2 separate regions of the Mus musculus genome follow, and region 2 is linked to region 1. Evidence: chromatin contacts called from public Hi-C data. All regions are on one chromosome and are shown on one strand. The core of a region is the stretch at or near the end of the contact, and the rest is flanking DNA. Distances in the headings are between cores, read along the strand shown.

The links. Hi-C and Micro-C count contacts between places; a contact is called where the count stands out from the background.
Region 2: a contact with region 1 is called in a Hi-C map of liver, with 5 times the contacts expected there. The contact joins two enhancer-like sites. A contact is called at or near these places in 1 of 39 promoter capture datasets (embryonic stem cells), 2 of 15 datasets of contacts at CTCF or cohesin (embryonic stem cells and pro-B cells), 20 of 484 Hi-C or Micro-C datasets (the AML12 cell line, Sertoli cells, cerebral cortex and 7 more), 5 of 115 datasets of contacts at active chromatin or transcription factors (CD8 T cells, bone marrow-derived dendritic cells, embryonic stem cells and 1 more) and 4 of 9 other capture datasets (adipose tissue, embryonic stem cells, liver and 1 more).

Annotation. Positions count from the first base shown.
Region 1 is chrX:42,031,732-42,038,023 of GRCm38.p6, forward strand. No RefSeq gene overlaps it. Among named protein-coding and RNA genes, the nearest start is that of Xiap, 33 kb to the right of the region's middle. Within about 2 kb of position 1,635, at least 44 of the 459 cell types and tissues checked have an H3K27ac peak or open chromatin away from gene starts, as enhancers often do. A contact at or near this core is called in adipose tissue and liver, where this site is marked.
Region 2 is chrX:42,103,297-42,109,118 of GRCm38.p6, forward strand. It overlaps Xiap (X-linked inhibitor of apoptosis), which reads left to right. Exons shown (of 8, transcript NM_009688.3): 8 at 1,495-5,822. The coding sequence ends at 1,688. Among named protein-coding and RNA genes, the nearest start is that of Xiap, 38 kb to the left of the region's middle. Within about 2 kb of position 4,050, at least 11 of the 459 cell types and tissues checked have an H3K27ac peak or open chromatin away from gene starts, as enhancers often do. A contact at or near this core is called in adipose tissue and liver, where this site is marked.

The sequences.
Region 1 (6,292 bases), core at 385-2,884:
GGACAGTGAGGGAGGTTCCATACTGCCTTAAGAGTATCAGTGTCCATGTCCACTGACATACAGTGTGCCACAAAATAGAGGATTCTTGCAAACTAGTGGAACCCCAGAATGGGCCGGGAATAGGGCGGTGGCTGCTTCCGCTGGCTTTATGGAAGTGTCCTCTGGTGCTGGCAGCCTGGAACCTCCCCATAGTTCCAGTGGATGGTTGGCTATTCCAGAGCTCGTGTTGATTCCCCATTGGACCAATGGCTGTGTAAAAAAAAAAAAAAAAAAAAAAAAAACAAGCCAAAACAAAACAAAACAAAGAAATGCTTGTTGCTGCTCAGTCAAGTAGACCTGTACCTTGCCACTTGCTGGTGCAGAGTCTGTTTTCCAAGTTCATGACTCTGCCTTCCTCACTTCCTCCTGGATCCCGCCTCACTGGTACTAAGCCCTGGGCTGGGTCCCTAGCATCACATACCCAGGCATATAGTAACACCTCTAGCATGTGCACACACACCCATCTTTTAATTGTCAAGACTCAAACGGTAGCTTACTACAGAGGGCTTTTTACCTTTCAGCCTTTTAAAGGTACTCCCCACTTTGCAAACTCCACCATTCCCAAGGAAAGTTAACCACAGTTATGACTTGGATTTTATCTGTACAACTACAGCCTCTATGCTGATGGATCCTGACTCCTTCCTCTTCTTTTTAGACATCATTTCACTGGTGACAGTTCTTCTCTCATCCTTTTCATCTTCATATAGCCCTAAATAAAAGGCACTTCTCTTGCCCCTCTCAAGCATGCTAGACAAGCATTATAGCAATTGAGCTATATACTAATAACTTTAATTACCTTAACAGTTTAATATAGATCATTCATGTATCAAGTGACAGTGATACCCACAGTAAGAGATTGTTGGGGGGGTTTGGTTTGGTTTTGGATACAAGAGTATCGCTCTGTCATCTGGGCTAGCCTGGATCTCAAGGCAGTTCTCTTTCTGCTTCCCAAGGATTGGCATGCCAGGTCTCACCCACCAAGCCTACTACGATTGCTATGAGACAGGCTTATTTTTTTAATTAATTAATTTTATTGGATTTTTTGTTTGGTATTTATTTCTACTTTTTGGTTTTCTGAGGCATGGTCCTCTATAGCCCAGGCTAGTCTTGAAGTAGCCAAGGATGACCTTGAACTCCTGACCCTGCCTCTACCTTCCAAGCCTTGGGATTATAGGTGTATGTCATCACACCTGTTTTCTGAAGTATTGGGTATTGAACCAAAGGTTTTATGCATGACAGGCAGGCGTTCTACCAACTGACCTGTATTTCCAACCTCCTCCATTTTTTTTTTAATTAAAGGTGTCATATTCTAGCTCAGGTCTGAACTCTAAGCAATCCTCCTGTTTCAGCTCCCTGAGTGCTGGAGTGATAGGTGTGATTATGTGTCATGACATTTAAATGAGATAATTCCTTTAAGCAAACAGCTCACATTAGATGGCCAGTAAACAAAAAAGGTAGGAGGCCCCTATGAATTCTTCTGCACCTCCCATATCTGACCACCAGGTGGCAGCCTCCCACAGCTAAACCCTTCTAGGCAGCCGTGGCCTAGTCGATGGTCCGATCCAGCACCAGCAAGGGGTAAAGTACAAGGACGCAATTATTTGTCCCTGTCCTGTCCCTGGTCCCCTTAGGAGAAAGTATAGGCTGCGAGAGAAGGAAAGATAAGACGTGTTTACTCAGTCACCTCTCACAAGGCTTTATCTCAGCCCTTTCATTTAAGCCACCAGCAACCTGAAAACACCACCTCCCAGCCCGTGGCCACACATCCCATCCCCTTGTCATCTCTTTAATCCCACTGATTTTCTAGCTGGCATTTTCTCAGCTGTGTTTCAGAAAGAAGAATTAGAGTCCCTAGCAAAGGAGTCATCATTCTTTTCTGAGTTCATGTATTTTCCCTTAGTATCCAAGCTGCCACGTTCCTCTAATCTCCCATTCTCCCCGTCAGAAACTCAAGTTCCATTTTTGAAAGACATCTTTTTTCCTTTTTACAATAGCTTCTTTGACTCTGCAGCTAACTAAGCTGCATATTTAATTTCCCAAGTGCCTAGTATTTTTTTAACGTTGGCGTTTTTTTTTTCAGGCTTCCAACAGGTTATTTTATTTTTAAGCAATCCACAGGTTTCCTGTGGGTTATTGACTTTGTGAATGTTAGCCTTAATTTTTCCTAATGTCTTATAACATGTGGCATACCCAAACAGGAATAGGCCTTGTTCAGACAGCATTCTGAAGAGGAAATATTGATTTAGTCTGCTCTATCTGGACAGAGACGTGGCTGTAACCATTGGTAACGCCCAACCACTTTTTAAGAGCTCTTTCCCTCACACAGAAAAGATCTCTTCTCAACGTTTTCTTTTGGTGCTGAGAACGGAATGCCTAGTGTTTTCATATGCTAAGCACAAGACTCTACCACTCAGCTACACACCAGCCTAAAGCCTTCTGAGAAAATCCGGAGGCGTTGATTGAGAAAGGGAAACCTGTCCTCCAGAAAGAACAAAATAACAAAAACGGAAAGCATCAGACTGCAAAGGCCAAAGTTGTCAAGTTACCATTAATTCCTTCTCTCTCTCTCTCTTGACAATGACGTGGTGGCTAGAGGAAGCAAATCAATTTCTACAGCAACATAAAGACGCTAAGAACTAACAGCCCGTTACCCCAAAACTTCTCCTATTTCCTGCAAATCATGCTGTAGTGAGGGAGGGCTGCATCCTTCCTTCCACCCAAGACTTCTGCTGTCCTTACTATCAACAATTAAGAAATAGGCTTGTTGTGGACACGACTCTAAAGAAGACATATAATCCCTTGCAAGGCTCAAGGAGCATTGTGGAAAGGGGGACAGGAAGTCTGGAATAGCTGGCAGCTAAGATGAAGGGATATGAAGTGCCAGTCTTTAGATTGTATACAACTGCTCCAGTTATTGACTGACAACTTAGTTACTTGTAGTGGATACATACAAGACAAGCCCTCTCAGTGAGTCAAGGAAGGAGGAGGGGCTCTCAGGACCTCACTCTTTACCTATGAAATACTGGCTATTTATTGACAAGACCCTGGAAGAAGGAGAGTCTTACCCGCGTTCTCACGACCGGCCAGGAAAGACACAACAAACCAGAATCTTCTGCGGCAAAACTTTATTGCTTACATCTTCAGGAGCAAGAGTGCAAAACTCAAACCCAAAAAACGAAAGCGAAACCCCGTCCCTATTTAGGAGAGTTATCCTTCGCCTAGGACGTATCACTCCCTGATTGGCTGCAGCCCATCGGCTCAGTTGTCATCACGGGAAAGGCAGAACACATGGCGGGAAAACTGCCCCTGCACGTGTGCAGATTATGTTTACCACTTAGAACACAGCTGTCAGCGCCATCTTATAATGGCAAATGTGAGGGCGGCTTCCAACAGGAGAGCCAGCATCTTTAATTGTGTACCTATTGCCAAGTCCACCAGGCTTCAAGAGATACCTCAAATCCGAGGTCAGCCCTGAAAGCCCTGGTTAATCCCAGTGGATCACAAAACAAAGAGTCATGAAAGAGCCAGAAAGCTTCTGTGGGGAGATAAGGAAGTGAGGGGTGAAAGTTGTCAGTATTCCCTGCGCAAAACTGCCTTTCAAGTTAATGGTTTAAAACTTCTTTAGCTGTTTGTATGCATATGAGTGTTCTGAGTTACATTTATGTGTGCACCCATGTGTACCTGGTACTTGGAGAACTTCCAGGTAGTTGTGAACCACCATGTATGTGCTAGGAACAGAACACAAGATGCTGAGCCATCATCTCTCCAGGCCATAATTAATAATGATGAAAAGAAACTGGCTGTGGTGGCGTACGCCTTTAATCCCAGCACTTGGGAGGCAGAGGCAGGTGGATTTCTGAGTTCGAGGCCAGCCTGGTCTACAGAGTGAGTTCCAGGACAGCCAGGGCTATACAGAGAAACCCTGTCTCGAAAAACCAAAATAATAATAATAATAATAATAATAATAATAATAATAATAATGATAAAAAGAAATAGGGTTGTAGGGAAATTACTCTCTCACACTGCCCTAACCTTGTAGGTACCCACATAAGCAAACGTTGGACCCATACCCCACCTGAGTTTGACAGAAGACCTTGTCCTCTGCCTCCTAAGAAAATGGCATAAGGCAGTTTTTGTTGTGTTGGTGGTAGCGTTGGTTGGTTGGTTTTGTGAGTGTTTGTTTTTGCTTCCCAGGTTCTGATGAGAAATGGCGGTTGCTGCCCTGTCTCTGCAGAACGCAAAACTACTTTCATGTAGAATATGTATATTCATAAAACAACAGTTCAGTGTGAGCTGGGCAGTGGTGGCGCACGCCTTTAATCCCAGCACTTGGGAGGCAGAGGCAGGTGGATTTCTGAGTTCGAAGCCAGCCTGGTCTACAAAGTGAGTTCCAGGACAGCCAGGGCTATACAGAGAAACCCTGTCTTGAAAAAAGAAACAAAGCAAAATAAAACAAACAAAAAAAAAGTTCTGTGTGACTACAAAGTTCAAATTTGTGTAAATGGATATTCCATAAAATATAAAGTCACCGAATATGATCCCCCCAAACATAGTTTCAATTGACATTCCCCCCCACCCCAAGAAGCGCCCCTCATGGTTCAGGCTGCAGCCTTCTGGCCCTTTCCACTTTACTATAAATGCCTTTAGGATGGCGGGCAGGGGTCACAGGGAGATGGCATTAAGTTGACTCTTACTTTTGCTGTATATTTAAAATATGTAAACCTAGAATTGACTCGCATCTTTGTAGACATTAATATACTAAATGGCTTGGCTCTGCCTTGTCTTGAGTGTAAACTTTACAGAGTCCATATAACCAGGCATTAATTGTGTCCGAGGCAGGACTGATTGACAAACTCTGAGTCATCCTCCATCCTGGAGACTGTTGCTATTTCCACCTGAAGCTTCATTCTTGACTCAATGTCAGTGGGAAAAAATAGTGACATGGTCCAATTATTATTGCTGTCATGCACAATAGTTTCATTGCTTTTAAAATCTTCTATGCTCTTCCTATTTGTCTCTGTCACCAACTCATCATGGGCTAAGTGACCTTTCACTCCCACACTCATTTAGCCTCTTCCACAGAGTCACCTAGTTGCAGGCATGCAAGTCCTTTCAGGCTGCCTTCTTACACAGAATACTGCTCATTTCAAGCTCTGCAATGTCTTTCCATGGTTTGGTAGCTTATTTAATTTTAGTGCTAAGAATAGCTCATTGTCTGGATTTTGTTTATTCATTTACCAACTAAAGGGCATCTAAGTGGCTTCCAAGATTTTTCTGGAAGTTATGAAAAACGCTCCCTCCTAAGGCTAGGTACAGTGATACAGGTCTTCCATCTGAGCACTTCAGAGGTGGGCATAGAAGGAGGATCGGGGTCCAAAGTCATCATCAGCTACGTAAAGAGTTCAAGACACAATTTTTAAAACAGCTCTGCTTTAAACATGCATGAGCAGTTTTTGTGTGGACATCCTTTTTCAGTCCATTTGGGTAAATGTCGGAAGACCATGACTGCTGAGTTACACGGTAGAACAGTGTTTAGTTTTATAGGTAACTGAAGGACCCAAGCACGGGAGATAGTTTAGTACCCTGGGACCTCCGTTTGCTTTTGAGTTATACACACAGCCCTCCCTTGTCAGATTGCCCTTGGCAACCCTACTTCCTCTGCCTGCACTTAGTATACACTCACAACCTTCTCCAGTGTATCTAGAACCTTCAGAACTGAACCCTGACTCCTGTATCAGGCAACAGGCACTCCTGTCTCTCAACAATGGGAGAAGTGGTAACAGTCAAATTTGGACAGTTTCTATGCAAGTGTATTCTGAGCATGTTTAGGTATAGAGAACAGAAGGATGAGGCCAGTGTGAACTGGGTTTGGGTACATGTAAGGCAAAACTGAGTCCTCTAGTAACATTTCTAGGGAGAATTCTCTACTTACCATCTTGTACCCATGTACAATTGGGTGTGCATATGATTAAACTAGGATGTATTATGGGAAGGGACACACACCACAGAGAAATTATTATTTAACTTTATCTAGCAATCAAAATAGAGAGTCAACCAAACTATGTTCCCTAGTAGCCAACGCTCCTTTCTCTTGAACCCCATAAAAGGAAGCTCTGAACAACAATTAGGGCCCTTGGGTATCCTCACCCATGTGGCCTGATGCCAACATTTTTAAATTTTTATTTTATGAGTGTCTTATCAGAATTTATGTATGTGCAGAAGAGAACATCAGATCCCCTGGGGACTGAAATTA
Region 2 (5,822 bases), core at 2,800-5,299, 74 kb after region 1:
AGTGCTTGCTAAGGAAGAACAAGATTAAACTTGATTTCTAAACACGTTTTGGAAATAATGTTCCCTCCAGGACATAAATGCCATGAAAAGGAGTGATGGCAGCCATGGGGCACACACCTTTAATCTCAGGATTCAGGAGGCAGAGACAGGCCACGGCTAAATAATAAGACCCAGAATTTGTTTTGTTTTGTTTTGAAAAGGATATATACAAAGTTTAATAGGGAAATGCATTGTGTTCCCATAATGGGATACATCCAGTGAAATAGTTTCATGTGACTCGTCCTAGAAGTTAGAAAAACCTAGCAGAGCTAGTGCAGTTGATCAGTGGGTAAGGTGCTTGCTTCCAAGCCTGAAGATCTAACTTGAGGACTAGAAACCTGGGAACTGTATGGTGGACAAAGAGAACCAACTCCTGAAAGTTGACCTCTTCACTTTGTCACATGTGCCACAGTGTATGCGCTCACACAAATATAAATACATGTAATAAATTATTTTTTAGAAGGAAAGAAAACTTGTTTGTGAAAATGCCACAAGAGGTAGGTATGTGGCACAATGAATGGTATACAGTATCCTGAATTTTCAGGATGCTAACCACCCCCCCCCACACACACACACACACACACACATCCCAAAGGGGGAAAAACCTTCCAATTCTCATTTGAAGCCAGATTTATAAACCATTAGTGTACAGTGATTACAAATATAGTTAAAATATGTAATTTATTTGGAATAATGCCCAGCATATAATATTTATGTTCTATTACTGTTGATTATTGTTGCTGTTATCATATATGACTACAAATCATAGTTTTGTGGCATATTTGTTAGCATTTCACAAAATCTGTTTTGGCAAAGGTTCAGCTATGCAGCTACTTCAGTATCCTCTAATTACACCCAAATGTTTTTGTGTGGATAGCCTGCCAACATCTTAAATGTACTTGCAACTGTAAAGCCTTTACCTTCTTCTCTATTTCCAATAGTTCTCACTGCCTCCTTAACCCTGACAAACCCAACTAACTTTACCTGCGCTTTCTCTCTTCAGCCCTCACATCGAAGCACTAAATCCTACCTGTCCCACAGTAGAAGCAGCCTTCAAATAGACCCCTTCCTGGAATTACCCATGCCTTTCAACATGTTTGTACAGTTCCCTCATCTTTGCTTTTTCTGCCTGGTCATTTGTTGCCACACCACTGCAGTCCTGCTTATCACGATGCCTTCCCTAGCCACCCAGACAGAAGAACTTGTTCATTTTGCCCCAGAGCACTCTGTATGTAACTTGATTATAGTATGTTCTACTTTGTTCTTACCCTCTCTGGCTGTATCTCACAGCCTCTCCCACTAGCACACAAGCTACTTAAGAATTGCTGCTATGTCTGAGTCATTTTCGTGTCTCCCAGGACTTGAGTGTCTGGGACACAGGAGGGGGTTCAATGTTTCAACGAATTTAAACAACAAAACCAAAAATTAGTATATGTTGTTTTTCTTTTTACACAGACATTAGTACTGAAGAGCAGCTAAGGCGCCTACAAGAGGAGAAGCTTTGCAAAATCTGTATGGATAGAAATATTGCTATCGTTTTTGTTCCTTGTGGACATCTGGTCACTTGTAAACAGTGTGCAGAAGCAGTTGACAAATGTCCCATGTGCTACACCGTCATTACGTTCAAGCAAAAAATTTTTATGTCTTAGTGGGGCACCACATGTTATGTTCTTCTTGCTCTAATTGAATGTGTGATGGGAGCGAACTTTAAGTAATCTGCATTGCATTCCATTAGCATCTGCTGTTTCCAAATGGAGACCAATGCTAACAGCACTGTTTCCGTCTAAACATTCAATTTCTGGATCTTTCGAGTTATCAGCTGTATCATTTAGCCAGTGTTTTACTCGATTGAAACCTTAGACAGAGAAGCATTTTATAGCTTTTCACATGTATATTGGTAGTACACTGACTTGATTTCTATATGTAAGTGAATTCATCACCTGCATGTTTCATGCCTTTTGCATAAGCTTAACAAATGGAGTGTTCTGTATAAGCATGGAGATGTGATGGAATCTGCCCAATGACTTTAATTGGCTTATTGTAAACACGGAAAGAACTGCCCCACGCTGCTGGGAGGATAAAGATTGTTTTAGATGCTCACTTCTGTGTTTTAGGATTCTGCCCATTTACTTGGAATTTATTGGAGTTATAAATGTACTTATATGAGTATTTTTAAGTGATTTCGTCATCTCCTAAAAGATATTGAATGGTAGACTACCATCTAACCAGCATGTACTGACATGGAAAGGCAACACAGATATAGTTAAGTGTAAAATACAAATGGCAAAACACTGTATCTAGTTGGAGCCAAATCAGCTTGTGTGTATTTTGTATCTGTACAGGACAAAAAGGTTTGAAAATATAAGTATCACACTCTTAAATGTATTTTTTCTTCAGGGGGTGGGGGGTGGGTCTTAGAGGGGCTTATAGAGCCCTTCACTTTATTTTTTCATTTTTTTCTGTTTAAAGGTTTTATAAGTATGTATTACTTTTATAATCAGAGTTCTTAGTAAATATGTTGCTGATTTAAAGGCTTAGGCATGTTCAAACGTCTGCAAAACTACTTATCGCTCAGTTTTAGTTTTTCTAATCCAGGAAGGCAGGCCAGTTAACTTTTCTGGTGCCAATGTGAACTTTAAATGTTTTTATTTTACCTGCTTTGTGGATGAAAAATATTTCTGAGTGGTAGTTTTCTGACAGGTAGATCATGTCTTTTTATCTTGTTTCAAAATAACTATTTCTGATTTTGTAAAATGAAATATAAAATATGTCTCAGATCTTCCAATTAATTAGTAAGGATTCACCCTTAATCCTTGCTAGTTGAAGCCTGCCTAAGTCACTTTACTAAAAGATCTTTGTTAACCCAGTATTGTAACCATCTGTCCGCTTACGTAGGTAAATGTAGACGCCTGGTGTATATGGCTTGTAGTTTTAGTGTTGGCTCTCCGTGTTGAGATTCTTTCTCAGTGTCATTCTGTGTCCTACAAGTTTCATGTAGGTTTCGATGTTAGGATGGTTAAGATGTATATAGTACAAAATGTTCAGTCTTTGATTGTTTTATGTTTGTTTGTTTTCATGACTAGTAATGGTAGTGGATACTTTAAAAATATTTTCTGAAGATCCTTAAAACCTTGGAAATTGTAACATACTGAGAAGAGTGGTTGTTTGAATATTTTTAACAACTTGTATAAGTCAATATGAATACAATCAAAAGCTAAAGTGCTTCATAGAACACGGGATTTACCTTAAGTAATTATCATGAGAGACCTCTTGTAAAGACTGGTCTATTTTACTACAGAGAACAGTTTGAGAGTGAAACTGTTACAATTTAGACTTTTTGTTGTATTTTCTAAGAGAAAGAGTATTGTTAGGTTCTCCTAACCTCTGTTGACTACTATGGTAAGTGATGTTATTTTAATTGCAAATTTAAATAGAAACCAACAGAATTAAGTAACTGACTGTCTCTCTCTCTCTCTCTCTCTCTGTCTTCTTCATGAAAATCCTTAGTTCTGTATACTGCCTTCTGCTTAGATTTAGTTATATGATCATTAGGTTACATTTGATCTAAGTTGACTAAGATTTCAATTTCAATTTATATTTCAAGCATTCTGCCAGGGAATAGTTTTAAAAATTGTTTCCAAGGCACTTCAGGTACAAGTCATATAGGTAGTTTGTTTAATCTAGTCCTTAGCCTAGGACTCAAGGACTGAATGTTTTCAAATAACACTTTTCTTGTTCTCAGAGCCTCAGTTCATTAAAACTCTTTTAAAACCTGTGTGCTGAGAGTTAAGCAAGACCTCTTTTCTTGTCTTCATGAGTTGCGAAATTGAATTCATGGAGCTGATGTGGCTAACAAGTTTATTTTAGGAATTGTTTAGAAAATGCTGTTGCTTCGGGTTCTTAAAATCACAGCACTCCAACTCTAATCAAATTATTGGAGACTTAGCAGAGCTGGTCTGAAATCACACTAAAAAAAAAAAGGTACTGGATCCTTTCCAGTATGGTTGTGTAAAAAATGGTCACTCGGAAGGTCACAGAATAACCGGCTCTGAATCACCACCCCTGAGAGAGTTCAGTGTCTGCGTGCTGATGGTCTTTTGCTGTATAAAGTTCATTCTAGAATTTTGAAGTAACCACCCGTTTTACTACATATTAGTCATGTGAATTTTGAAGTTATTTTGTAATAGTTACTTTCATTTGTTATTTACTGTGTTGATCAAGATGTGTGTGAGTGTTTAGCATTTATTAAAGTATTGTCTTTCCTCCTAGACTTTTGCCTCTTCCTGTAGTTAGGGGTAGAGGTGAGGTGAGTGGAGTGACTACAATGTGATTCGCTGGGGTAGGACAGTTTGTTGTCTTGTTAGTCACAGTGTGTTGCTCTGTTTTTTATTTTAGTAAGATTTATATTTTGAGCTCTCTGAATGGAAAGTGCCACTGCAACCTTAGCTGCATGCATTGTTCCCATTAGACCTAAGTCTTCCTGGACTTCTGAGTCCCCAGATACTGGATAAAGGAAGAGGAGAGATGGAGTAGCCTGTCTGTCACTGCTATGAGAGAAGCAAGAAAGTGGGTAGAGAAATACTTCACATTTTAGTCACATCTTCTCTTTTTAAAAAGGTAGCCATCAGTGAAGGAAAGAACTAGTCAAAAATAGGCTTGACAACCTGAATTCAGATCCCCAGAACGGGCATAAAAGCAGCCAGGTCATGGTTAGTGCACTCCTTTAATCCCAGCATTTGGGAGGCAGGGGTAGACATATCTGGGTTTGAAGCCAGCCTGATCTACAGAGTGAGTTCCAGGACAGGGAACCCTGTCTTATTCATAAAAGAAAACAAAACAAACAAAAAGCTGAGCGCACTAGCCCAAGCACCTGTAATCCCAGAATGCCTACATGAAACAGGAAGTAGCTAGGAGAATGCCCCAAAGCTCATGGTCAGTTAATGGCTTATGTATTAATGAAGAGGCACCATGGTAAACAAAGTGGGAAGGTGAGAGCCCACCAACATCCACAAGTTATCTGCTGCCTCCACACATGTAACATGGCAGGTAACCACTTACACCCAGACACATACACAAAAGAGAGAAGACCAAGAGTGTTAACACAAGAACATCTTATATACTCTTAAGTGTTAACTCTCATCCTACAACTTAGAATCCTCCATGGCTTTGTCTTGATGGAAGATCTTAGACTAAAGCTTAAAAGAGGCCCAGAACTATTACTCAGTTAAGAGTACTTGCTGCTTTTTCAGAGGACTTAGGTTCAGTTCCCAGCACCCACATGGACAAAGACACATGTAGCTCTGGTGCCCTCTTTTGGCCTTCAGGGGTGCATGCATGTGTGTATACATACACAGTCATACACAAGTACACATAAAATAAAAGTAATCTTTAAAGCTTAAATGAAACTCTTTATGTTAACTTTTACTCACTATTATTTGTTTCTCTGGATGCTTCTTGTAACAAAGCTATAAATTGTAATAAATAGTTCAACCCTTTAAAAATATTTAAATTACCTTTTCAAAAATTAGAGAAAGTATTCTTACTAAATTCAGTCGAATTTTTTCCAATAGAAACAGTCAACTTATTACCATCTTAATATTTTAGTTTGGCTCTGAAACATTTAGTGCAATGTAGATTTCTTCCTTATATAATAAAATCACTGACTATCAGAGCTAGAAATGACCTTAGAAAGTCACTTATTCACACTACCACCACCACCTTCATTTTATTGTTGAGGCAACTTAAAGGAAAGGTGATTGGCCCGAAGCTATATAGCTGATTAG